2 separate regions of the Bombyx mori genome follow, and region 2 is linked to region 1. A link is a contact called in public Hi-C data. All regions are on one chromosome and are shown on one strand. The core of a region is the stretch at or near the end of the contact, and the rest is flanking DNA. Distances in the headings are between cores, read along the strand shown. Region 1 overlaps LOC101739127 (protein singed). Region 2 holds the start of LOC101739127 (protein singed).

Region 1 (5,744 bases), core at 1,872-4,371:
CGTCCATCTAGCCGCCAGACCTCAGGTAAGGATTAAAATGTGCAGTATCAATGTGATTTGAATTTTTACGGAAATTCTACTTGTATTTTGGAAGGAATGCGTAATTATGATAATAAAATGCAAATCATTGAACCATCAACGGATGAAGGTCCTACTGGTGGTAGGACCTCTTGTGAGTCCGCAAGGGTAGGTACCACCACCCCGCCTATTGCCTAGATGGGTGGACGAGTTCACAGCCCACCTGGTGTTAAGTGGTTACTAAAGCCCATAGACATCTACAACGTAAATGCGCCACCCACCTTGAGATATAAGTTCTAAAGTCTCAAGTATAGTTACAACGGCTGCCCCACCCTTCAAACCGAAACGCATTACTGCTTCACGGCAGAAATAGCCACGGTGGTACCTACCCGTGCGGACTCACAAGAGGTCCTAGCACCAGAAAAAAAATATTTGTACCAAAGTATTTGTGTACATAGACAAGCATAATGCGTAAATATGTATGTAAGTATGTGTAAACAGTAGGTACATGGCAAGTCTTCGCTATCAGCTGTCACTCCGATTGATATAAATATCCTTTTATATAAGGTCGTTGAACATTTATCGTTTATTCAATATTATTTAATGTTTAGTTTACGAGAATTGTTAATAATACTTCTAAAATGTTCACATTTCTTTGTCATCTACAGGGTGTTAGCCAAAATATAATATTGTTCTACATTAATATATGTTTAACATATGTACTTATTCATTTAGTATGTGAATAAAGAATCTATAGTGTATAACGTGTGAGAGTGTTTTAGTGTGACAGGTATCAGGAGAAAAGTCATCGTTTTCTCATGCTATCTCATTGTAGGGTGACAGCTTTCTCTCTTGTCAATAGTTCGAAGGCTGTATCTCCTCTAACTACGGAAGGCCCTGCGACTTCTTCTTCTCTGCTTCAAGAAACACTTTCCAGAACCATATCATTACTTTCGTTGGGTTGACACAATTCTCAAACGTTTCCACCGCGTGCGTAGTAATGCATATTTTGGAGATAATCACAATCGATGAATGTTTTTTATCTCGAAAATGATATGTCATTCAAATTCCGTTACTGTGGGACAGACACCGCGAGATGCGGTCGGATGTTCTCACATTTCTAAAGACAATTGCTTTTATCATCAGCAATTTTGTTTGTATTGTTTTAGTTTCAGTATGTTGGTAATGATTCCCGGTTGGCGTCACGATCTTCTCGGATTCCGACAAGAATAATCTTGTCGGAAACTTAATATATAAAGAGTTAAATTGAGCTAAGAATTCTTAGGTCGAATCTTCGATCTCATGCCGAACAACCGAGATCGAATCTTAATTGGGTTTTATAACTGCTAAACTTACCTCCGGCTCTAATAACTGTGAATTAATTTTTTTCAAATTCATGTAATTGTTGTTACTCCTAATGAATACTAGTCTTCGACAACAATAGTGATACAATGAAACCGTCATCACGGGCTAGTGTGCTTAGTGCAAGTTTCTTAACGTTCTCGATAGCGTAAAAGTTAACTCAAATTTGTATGGAGTTGGAACAGCGCCCCTAGCGGCAAACGTAGGCAAACGTTAAAAAACTGGCACTAAGCACACAGACCACCACTAAACTCACTTGCAGCATTACGTTGCAGTTCCTACACTCTCATTACGGTAAAGTGATGGTTTAGCGAACGTGAGTGTGCCGATGCACGGTGATGAGACAGACGCCTTCGTCTCTAATGACGCGCTTGGCAGTTAGATACTTACACGAGTATGTTACCGCTAGCCGCGTCATCTTAGCAACGGATTTGATTGATTTCAATATATGTCTTGAGATGTGAACTCAAAATGTTATCCAGTAAAAAAAAGTCATTAGTTTGAAAGACGGAACGTTATACAGTACAGTTGAGGCTTCGATCTCATGCTATGATGTCAATGGGCTCCGATAGCAACTTAATCGCGCGGTCTTAGAAGACGCCCCACCATGACTACTTTGGCAAGTTCCTTCTAAAATGTCCTCATCATGGAACGCGTGAGCGTGTCAAATAAGTATTTCCTTAGAAATAATGATACCTAGCTGTGGACTCGAATATCGGCGCATCGCTCGATACGAATAAACTTAAGACATAGCGATTGTAAAGAGAGTCCCTTATTTCCTCAAGTTAGAGCCACGTGAGCTCACCTAATCATTCGATTACGCTGGCATAACTTTCTAAGTTACCAAGTTACGTAGGAAAAAAAAACCTACACGAATCATTCACGAGTCATTGCCTTAGGACCAGCAGGAGAAACCTAGGTCGCGTAAAGACCCCGATAATAATCAATAAGTGAACGTCCGTTGAGTCCACTGCAAATTGTTCGCAGATGAACCTCCGCTCGATCGGCCGCAAGCGTTTCGCTCACCTCTCGGAGTCGCTCGACGAGATCCACGTGGACGCTAACGTGCCGTGGGGCGAGGACACGCTGTTCACGCTGGAGTTCCGCGCTGACGAGGGCGGCAAGTACGCGCTCCACACCTGCAACAACAAGTACTTGAACGCAGGAGGGAAGGTAACTGGCATCAACACTCAAACTTCACTAACCTTTTTTTTATAGCCCTTGAAGGAGGACGAGGATACGGCCCACCTCATGGTGAGTGATTTCCGTCACCCATGGACTTCAGTAATGCCAGGGACGGAGCCAAGCCGCTGACTAATATTCTTAGTTTCTTATCAAATGATATAGGTCGCCACTCTACCGTCAGCCCTCCTATGGTAGTCATGGAATTGACAAACGAATTAGTGGAATGATTACGTGAGGAACATGGCCTTACTATGGAGAAACGACTAGAAGGTGTGAAGCGAAACTTTCTTACAGCCAACACCATGCTTTGGGCTTGTTAGATTCATCTTAACGCATCATCAAGTACCGTTCAGTGCTTCAAAGCAATCATTACTGTCCACATTTACCGTTACGTTTTAAATTCTATAAGAGTTCTTTATAAAGATGACTAAAACGCAATTAAATGAAAGGGAGTGTCCATTGTTCCAATTGTCTCGTAATGTAAGTAGTATGAAGTAACCGATTATGGGTAAGCACTTGTCATACTCGGTTGAGTATGTCGTATGTGCAATTAAATGATACGCGGTCATCATATTATAGGGACTTTCCTTTTCATTGTCTGTGTATAATCATGCCTGTTTTACTGACCTAGACGGACAGGTGAATCCATGATCGACACACATTTTGTGTGAAACATTTTGTCAATATTATGAATGGTAGAGATTTGCACCTCAGAAGAGTGACACATTACAAATCACATGGGGCTGGAGTGAAACACTTGATAGTGTAGCCCTTGAAGCTAATATTAAAAAAATCCTGGGAGTCGTCGCACCATCACCGAAACTTATTATAGCTTATTATATATTATTATAACACTGATGTATTAAAAGTGGCAGGTGCTGATCATATTTTGTTGTTTATGGGCTCACTTTGGTTGTCGCCGTGGCCTTAAGACGTCCAGTGCATTCGTATCTAGCGATGCACCGGTGTTTGAATCCCGCAGGCGGGTACCAATTTTTCTAACAAAATACGTACTTCGCAAGTGTTCACGATTGACCTTCACGGTGAAGGAATAACATCGTGTAATAAAAATCAAACCCGCAAAATTATAATTTGCGTAATTACTGGTGGTAGGACCTCTTGTGAGTCCGCGCGGGTAGGTACCACCACCCCGCCTATTTCTGCTGTGAAGCAGTAATGCGTTTCGGTTTGAAGTATGGGGCAGCCGTTGTAACTATACTTGAGACCTTAAAACTTATATCTCAAGGTGGGAGGCGCATTTAAGTTGTAGATGTCTATGGGCTCCAGTAACTACGAGCGCTATGACATGTCCTTCTTCAAACGAGGCTTGTGGAGAGTATTAAGCGGTAGACGGCGGCTTGGTTCTGCCCCTGGCATTGCTGACGTCCATGAGCGACGGTAACAACTCACCATCAGGTGGGCCGTATGCTCGTCTGCCTATACGGCAAAAAATTAAAATAAAAACACTAGGTGGGCTGTGAGCTCGTCCACCCATCTAAGCAATAAAAAAATAAAAAACTTTCCTGCAGCTCCAAGACACGTGCACCAGCGAGTGCCTGTTCAGCGCGGAGTACCACGCGGGCGCGCTGGCGCTGCGGGACGGCTCGGGCGCCTACCTCGCGCCCATCGGCTCCAAGGCGGTCCTCAAGACGCGCTCCACCGCCGTCACCAGGGACGAACTCTTCTCATTGGAAGACAGCCTCCCGCAAGCTGCCTTCGTGGCGGCTCTCAACGACAAATATGTTTCTGTAAAACAAGGTAACTTTAATGAACCACTATTTAATTGAAAATATTTATATTGAACTGAGTATTTTTTTCATGTGTTTAGCTGGATGGTGCAGATTACGTAGGTAATAAAGTAAGAACTGATCTATACAGGGAGTAACCTTTCTCAAAGCTTAATAATATAATGCTGCCAATACGTACTGCGAAATACGCAATGTAAAACGAACACAGTTCTCTCGGGGCAATGAACCCGTATGTCCGCTGATTTGAAATTGTGTTTCATTGCGTGCATATAAATATATGGGTGTACTAAAGAGGTTATCTATGAGGCAGCAGAATTATGTGGATTATTCGCCTTATGCTGCTACTATTGTTAGTGGTTTTCAAAACAGTTTAAACCTTTATCGTATTTTCTGAGTCCTGCCAAAAAACCAGAAACACTTAATTACTATGTACCTACGTGTTGTCAGTAGTGTCTCCAATGCGTGAGCTCAGCTCCCAGCCCCGTGCTATGGAAAGAGTACTGGCGCGTAGTCTTTGAATATTCATTTATAATCTAGACTAGTCTAGTAAGTGAGGCTGAATCCGACGTGAACACGTCTCGATCTCGGCCTGATGCGAAGTCACGTTCCGTACACTCAGATTACTCGACAGTAAAGCCGCGACAGGGTCACGAGCGGAGCGGGCAACAAGCAGTTTGCAAATAGCAGACTGTCTCTAAGTTGATCGACCTCCAAAGAATTTTTATTTGTCACTAGCTGACCCGGCAGACTTCGTAGTGCCTCAATCGAGAAATAAAATACCTAAACTTTTGTATAAAATAAACATAAAACAAACAAAAGGTATCCGTCCGCCGGTAGACACATCAAAGGAAAAACAAAATTGTTATTTTTATTTAATTCCGAGCATTTTCCTATTTATCTACCGTTTAAACCTTCTCTGGACTTCCACAAATAATTCAAGACCAAAATTAGCCAAAGCGGTCCAACTGTTCTCGAGTTTTAGCGAGACTAACGAACAGCAATTCATTTTTATATATAGAGATTACTGCTGGTTTTGAGTGACACTTTGAAACACAAGAAGTAGCTGCACAATCACGACAGGATTTGATGTTCATCATTGAGATTACGACCTTCTATCTCAAGGTACCTGAGCATTCACGTCGTACTGTCAAGGGATAACCGTATAAACTTAACACCATTAGGTCCATCTGCCTGTCTGTGGGAGTAATATGAGAAGGTCATACGTAATGTAGTAAATTTCATTGTAAAAATCACTCTACATTTTCGAGGATTTTCCATCACAATGCACTAACAAATTCGCCATCTTTTATCTACTTAGTTTGATATCTTAGATCACATCACAGATCCGCCATCACAGATACCGCGATAGTCACGATTTCTTGTTTTCATGCACGTTTCACTAAAACGGAGAAATTTCCACTCAAACATGAC
Region 2 (6,362 bases), core at 3,457-5,956, 45 kb before region 1:
AACAAGTAATTTATCGTAGCAAGCACCGCTGGCCACGGGTATGCGAAGTCTCGCGTGCGTTAATGCTGAAAATGTACGATGCTATTAATGTAATCGTTGAAAGCATTAAATTGATTTTCGATCTTTTTTTTTATTACTTAGACAGGTGTACGACCTTTCAGCCCGTCGGATGCTAAGCGAATGTCATAGCACATAGATAGTTTCACTGGTGGTAGGACCTCTTATGAGTCCGCACGGGTAGGTATCACCACCCCGCCTATTTTTGCCGTGAAGCAGTAATGCGTTTCGGTTTGAAGGGTGGGGTAGCCGTTGTAACTATACTGAGACCTTAGAACTTATATCTCAAGGTGGGTGGCGAATTTACGTTGTAAATGTCTATGGGCTCCAGTAACCACTTAACACCAGGTGGGCTATGAGATCGTCCACCCAGCTAAGCAAAAAAAAAAAGGATTTGAAATATGAAAATGTATGTTTGATTGCTTGTTAATACAAGTTGGGATATCATTGATTGATCAGCGTGATGTGCTCCGCAGAGATTGAGAGAATCGTTCTGTCTTGTTCTGCTTTTAATCATGTATCCAATTACATATCTTGTCGGATCCCCGGAAACACTCTCGTTGCTTCTGGTCACCGATCAGCGAACTAACCACGGTAGGCAGCGATTAGGCTCTACCCCTGGCATTGCTGAAGTCCATGGGCGACGGTAATCACTCACCAGTGGGCCGTGTGCTCGTGTACATGCAAAAGCAATAAAATAAAAAAGTAACCCATACACACAACCCACTGAGTTTCTCGTCGGGACTTTTAAGTCAATCGCGATTTCGATCCGATGGTATATGGATGGTAGATTCGACGAAGCACTGCGCATGTGCTAGTATTAGCAAATTCTCTTAGGCTTAGCCCGTGACCGTCACCTACCAACAGCGTAACTGGAATAGCTTCTCAGGTCCCAGACTACCAGCGAATAGATCGGGTCCAGTTTGAACGATAAAAGTTGAAAATTTTTGTTTTTAATATTGTAATACTGCTACTTTACTCACCTTCGCTCTGGAACAAGGGCACAGCTAAGCTTCTTCAAGTAAATCTAGATACTATACTCAGTTAAGACTTGGAATTCGTGTATCTGAATACGCCATTGATGCCAATGCTACTTAGTTTTTACGAAATCAGTACCGTGCCTGTTTTGAACTCTTATCGCTATTTCGCAAGTGGTTTTAAATTTATTCTACCACGTCTAAATGAAAAAGGCACCATATATAGAGGGTAAAAAAACACATGATGCGCAATTATTTGCCGATTGTAAAATGGAAGACTGAATAAATAAGCTACTATGATCCATTTTCATGCCTACATTTACTAAAAGCGACTTAAATAACACATGATTATGCTTCGTGAACATGATCGAGTGAAAGCATTTCATTACAGTTTCTAAACTAAAATACACCTAATTAAGACAATGTACTCATCGGAAAAAGACTTTTTTTTTTAAGTGCTTATATGGGTTGACGAGCTCATGGCCCATCTGGTGTTAAGTGGTTACTGGAGCCCATAGACATTTAGGACATGTGCGGACTCACAAAACGTCCTATCAGCAGTATGACGCAGGTTCTACTGTGAGACAGCTATGTGCTGCGATTTGAAGGGTGGGAGAACCGTTATATTATAATTCAATTGAGACTTCGACCTCATGTCTCAAGGTGGCACTCACCTTGTGATATCGATGGGCTACGGTAACCATTTAGCACCAGAAGGTCTTTGAGCTCGTTCACATATTTACAGAGATCTTTTTATTTATGTGGAATTTGTGGTCTAACTTTTATCGTGAGAAATAAAGAAAACACGGATAAACATGATAATTTAAAAAAAATTAAAGAGTGATATATCTATTTGAGTTTTTTTCAAAATAAACGTAGTTATTTCTATTGCGAAGCTAAAACAAAGTTAAATTCTCTTTCAATAACGTCATTTTTCAAAATAATACCCTCTCTTATCCAACATCATCATATTCCTGACTTTCTCCCAGTCACCAGGGGTCGGCGCAACACGCTTTCTCCTTCCATACTCCTCTATCATGTACTATTTCTTCGCTCACTCCCCTCTTACAAATATCGTCTTTCACGCAATCTATCCATTTTTTGTTAGATCTACCTCTTCCTCTAAACCCATAGGTACATATTCATAGTTAAAACTCTCTTAACAACCTCATTGTCATTTCATCTCATGTCACAGGTGCCCCTTTCAGACTTCCTCTAACATATTCTATCTATTCTCGTTACTCCACACATCCATAGCAACATTCGCATCTCTGCTGCATGCAAATTGCAATCGCCTTTCATCCGCTACTTAAGCGATCAAAACAAGCTGATCCATACAAGTACAAAACGGCAGGCCTTATTAAGGTCTTAAATATTGACCCTTTTAGAGAAAAAAAAAGTGTAAGTCAAACGTAGTGCCCGTGACCAGCAGCCATTTCATCCATCCTGCGTCAATTCTGTACCTCACATTACGATCCTCTTCTCCCACATATCACTAATTATATAAATTCATAATTAAAAATAAGCTTTTTTAATTATGTTATCTAAAACTAAATTTTAGATCAAACCAATCAATTTATTACATAACACGACATATTACAATAACTTGACGCGATGTTTATCATTCATAAAATGTAACCGTTGCATGTTTAACGTTCGTGTGAATGAAGAACACTTTGAACTAATTGTTTGTCATCGTTTTTCAACTGTCAATCGACAGTTTAATTTGTTTTCAAATACCACACCAGATGGCACTCTTTGCTATTTTTAAATTAACATCGTTATAGGCTAAATTGACTTAAAATAACGTTTTAAAAATATCATGGCGCCGCCGCCGGTGTTTATTAATCGTTTTATTTTTTAGTTAATAGTAAATGATAGTTAAAACCAACTTCTACGGTTAAATATCGCATTTAACCGTAGAAGTCGTCGTGGCCTAAAGGATAAGACGTCCGGTGCGTTCGTATCTAGCGATGCACCGGTGTTCGAATCCCGCTGGCGGGTACCAATTTTTATAATGAAATACGTACTTAACAAATGTTCACGATTGACTTCCACGGTGAAGAAACAGAAATACATCGTGTAATAAAAATCAAACACGAAAAATTATCATTCGTGTAATTAGTGGTGGTAGGACCTCTTGTGAGTCCGCACGGGTAGGTACCACCGCCCCGCCTATTTCTGCCGTGAAGCAGTAATGCGTTTTGATTTAAAGGGTGGGGCAGCCGTTGTAACTATACTGAGACCTTAGATCTTATATCTGAAAGTGTGTGGCGCATTTGCGTTGTAGATGTCTATGGGCTCCAGTAATCACTTAACACCAGGTGGGCTGTGAGCTCATTCACACACTTAAGCAAAAAAAAAAAAATTGCTGTTCTCATTTTACCATTACTGACGTTACGAATACCTTACAGTTTTCGTGGTCACGGAAGACCCTAATACAGTTAGATAACAGTAAACGAAAGCTTAAATCGTTAATGCATCTATGTCTACCATCGAAGAAAACTGAAGAGACTACAACATTGTACAATTCTACGAATAAATAAATACAATTTATATTTTATTTTAAAGTTATGTTTTCAAATTGGCCTTTAGTTTCACTAGCGCGTTTCTTTAAGAATACATTAAAGTTTTTCCTTGTGAAGTCGTTCGAAACATTTTCTAATCCACTTATGTATCTAAGATAAAGAGAAACCGCTAATATAATATGGTGATTTGCCACTCATATTTTCAACAGCCACCTTGTTCCCTCAGCGTAAAATATATGTAAATTGTGCGCAATACCGTTTGCCGACTTTTGCCTCTTTATACGATGTCAGAAGAAAGTAGGTACGTAAATGCGTGAAGTATTCTATTGCTTTGATATTTGGACGAGCTCACGGCCCACCTGATGTTAAGCGGTCATCAGAGCCCATAGACACATCGTAAACATCGCCACCCACGTTGTGTGTGAGAGAGAGAGAAAGTACGCTGCATTTGCATTGTACACAAAATAACAAAGAAACAAATTACACTTGTGACATAAGTTCTAAGTCTCAGTTTTACGGTACAACGATAAATAATTACCGGCAAATTGTATGAAGTGGCTATTTGCTAAGCCTTAATTCTTAGACGTTATTTTTACACATTAGATACCTACTTACCCGCCCAGGCGTAGCTGGAATAGCCTCTTAGACTACCAGCAAATAGGTAGGAAAAAAAGTTTCCTACGCCATTTTATGACACTGGAATTTACAAAAAGCTTTCTTTGATAAATCATTCTTTGAAGGATCCCGAGTGGTAGGCAGCGACCTTACTTTGCCTCTGGCTCTAGTTATTTGTAAAAGTGATGGTGACCACTCATAACCGACGAGCATCTGATGATGAGTACCATGAAATGCACGTTACTAGCAGTAGAACCAAAAACCTAAGAATATTATGCTCACCAAGACACCTACAAATTCAAACACACATATAAATTAAAACAGCACTTTTGTAAAAATTTTAATTGCATTAATTAGTTACAGTATGTAAGTAACTAGACAGTGAACAATTTAATGAGAAGTGCAGAATATTTGTAATGAGATTATCAACTTTATAAAACTAATTATTGCAGGGAATGTTTTCAAAATTTCACGCGTATAATTTATGATTCGTTTAATATTTTATTGGTTAAGTGGAAGAGCATTCTATTTTCTCATTGGATGTGCATTATAACGGGTGTCCCGCGGCTACCTTCACTCGCGTCATCTCAAGCGATCACCAAGCGCCATCTTCAAGCCGTTCAGTCCGCCGCGAACAGCTGTGGGAGACGTAAGCGTTTATAAAAATTTTACATTTTAAAAATTCACCGGACAATATAAACCGGCAATTTTTTTTAACTGTAATTTACGATAGATTCCGACAATTAAGTGTTAACCTAATTGATGAAAAGTGAAGACTGATATAAATAATTATTATATTTTTGTAGTTAGTGCATTTTGTGGTTTTCTCGCGATCTCGCGATTGCATTTCTTCTGCGGTGTAAACCAGCTCGAGTGTGAAAAGGTGAGTTTTTATAATACTAGAATGTGTCTGTTAGGTTGATGGCCGGGCGCGCCGGTGCCCGCTCATGGGGGAGTCGGCTCCCGCGAATCGATTGTGCCAGGACGCGGTGTACATACCCCTACATACCTAAATGTTCCGGGTGTAGGGTGGAATGGTACACCCTCACTCTGTCGTGCGTATAGAAGCACGTATTTGTCGTTTCACTTATTGTTCGTGATCTTGAACTAGCTGCGGCGCACCGACTCTGTTATGAATATAAATTATTTATAAACACCTTTTGTTCAAAGATGTTGAATGTTTTTTCAGCTGGATTTATTAGCCGAGCTGGGTCTAGTGGGGACCTATAGTAAACTTGCTACCTACGTTTGGAAATAATCACTACCCTCGCATACTTAGAGAAGTAATTTTATGTAAATTTAAACAAAGAAATTTGTAGTTTTAATCTTGCCGCATACATGCCTACTTGTAATAAGTGACTATCAAATGAAAAATAAAGCAAAACTTGCATATTATAACTTACTTTTTAAAGGAGCACGGTTCTAGTGTGCGTCTTTTTGTTTAATAAGTTGTGTTATTCTTTAATACATTATGCTGCAGATTACCTACCTTAGGTGCGTAATAAAAAATTTCGAGTTTAGGTATGAAACATGCTATGAAAGGAGTTTTGCCTCTTTCTTTGGAACATTCTGTAGACTGTAGCAGTGTACACTATACGGATTCACGTTGAGGTTTTACATGAGCTGGTGTTAGACATCTAGGTATATTGGGATTTACGCTATGTAATGTTATTAAAATATTAGCCATGGTCGGACGGGTCAGAAGTCCAGTGTATTCGTATGGAGTATTCCAGAGTTGTAGCCGTGCCGAGGTTGAAATCATTCAGACAGGAAATAATTTTCTTTCACATTGGTAGTCGTACCTTATGACCCAATAAATATCGATTGTTCTAAGTAAACGTACGCAATGCGTTCACGAACGATTTCAACGATGAGGGAATAAAAATAACAACAGAAACTCCAAAACATTGAGGCTTTAACAAATACACGAACAATAAAATGGAAGCGGGCTGACGCATCTTCGGTACACAGATAAAACACAAGCTATAGAGACCGCGCGGGCAGACCAAAAGAGCTCATGACATTAAACAGATGACGATAATAACTGAATTGACTTAGTCAAGAACCGGGAGATGTGGAAGAAGAGGAGGAGAAGTCTTTTATAAGAAATAAAATAAATCTATTAATTCTTAAAGGAAACGCATAGGCAAATGCACAATATCTCTAATGTCAATAGGAAATATGT

What was found. A called contact is a pair of places that touch in the nucleus more often than the background predicts.
Region 2: a contact with region 1 is called in a Hi-C map of whole pupa, with 8 times the contacts expected there. The contact joins the promoter of LOC101739127 here to the enhancer-like site in region 1. A contact is called at or near these places in 4 of 7 Hi-C or Micro-C datasets (midgut and whole pupa).

Annotation. Positions count from the first base shown.
Region 1 is chr17:569,643-575,386 of ASM3026992v2, reverse strand. It overlaps LOC101739127 (protein singed), which reads left to right. Exons shown (of 10, transcript XM_038017024.2): 4 at 1-25; 5 at 2,368-2,553; 6 at 4,095-4,323. Among protein-coding and RNA genes, the nearest start is that of LOC101740327, 40 kb to the right of the region's middle. Within about 2 kb of position 3,121, at least 3 of the 8 cell types and tissues checked have open chromatin away from gene starts, as enhancers often do.
Region 2 is chr17:615,974-622,335 of ASM3026992v2, reverse strand. It overlaps LOC101739127 (protein singed), which reads left to right and starts at 4,706. Exons shown (of 10, transcript XM_038017024.2): 1 at 4,706-5,060.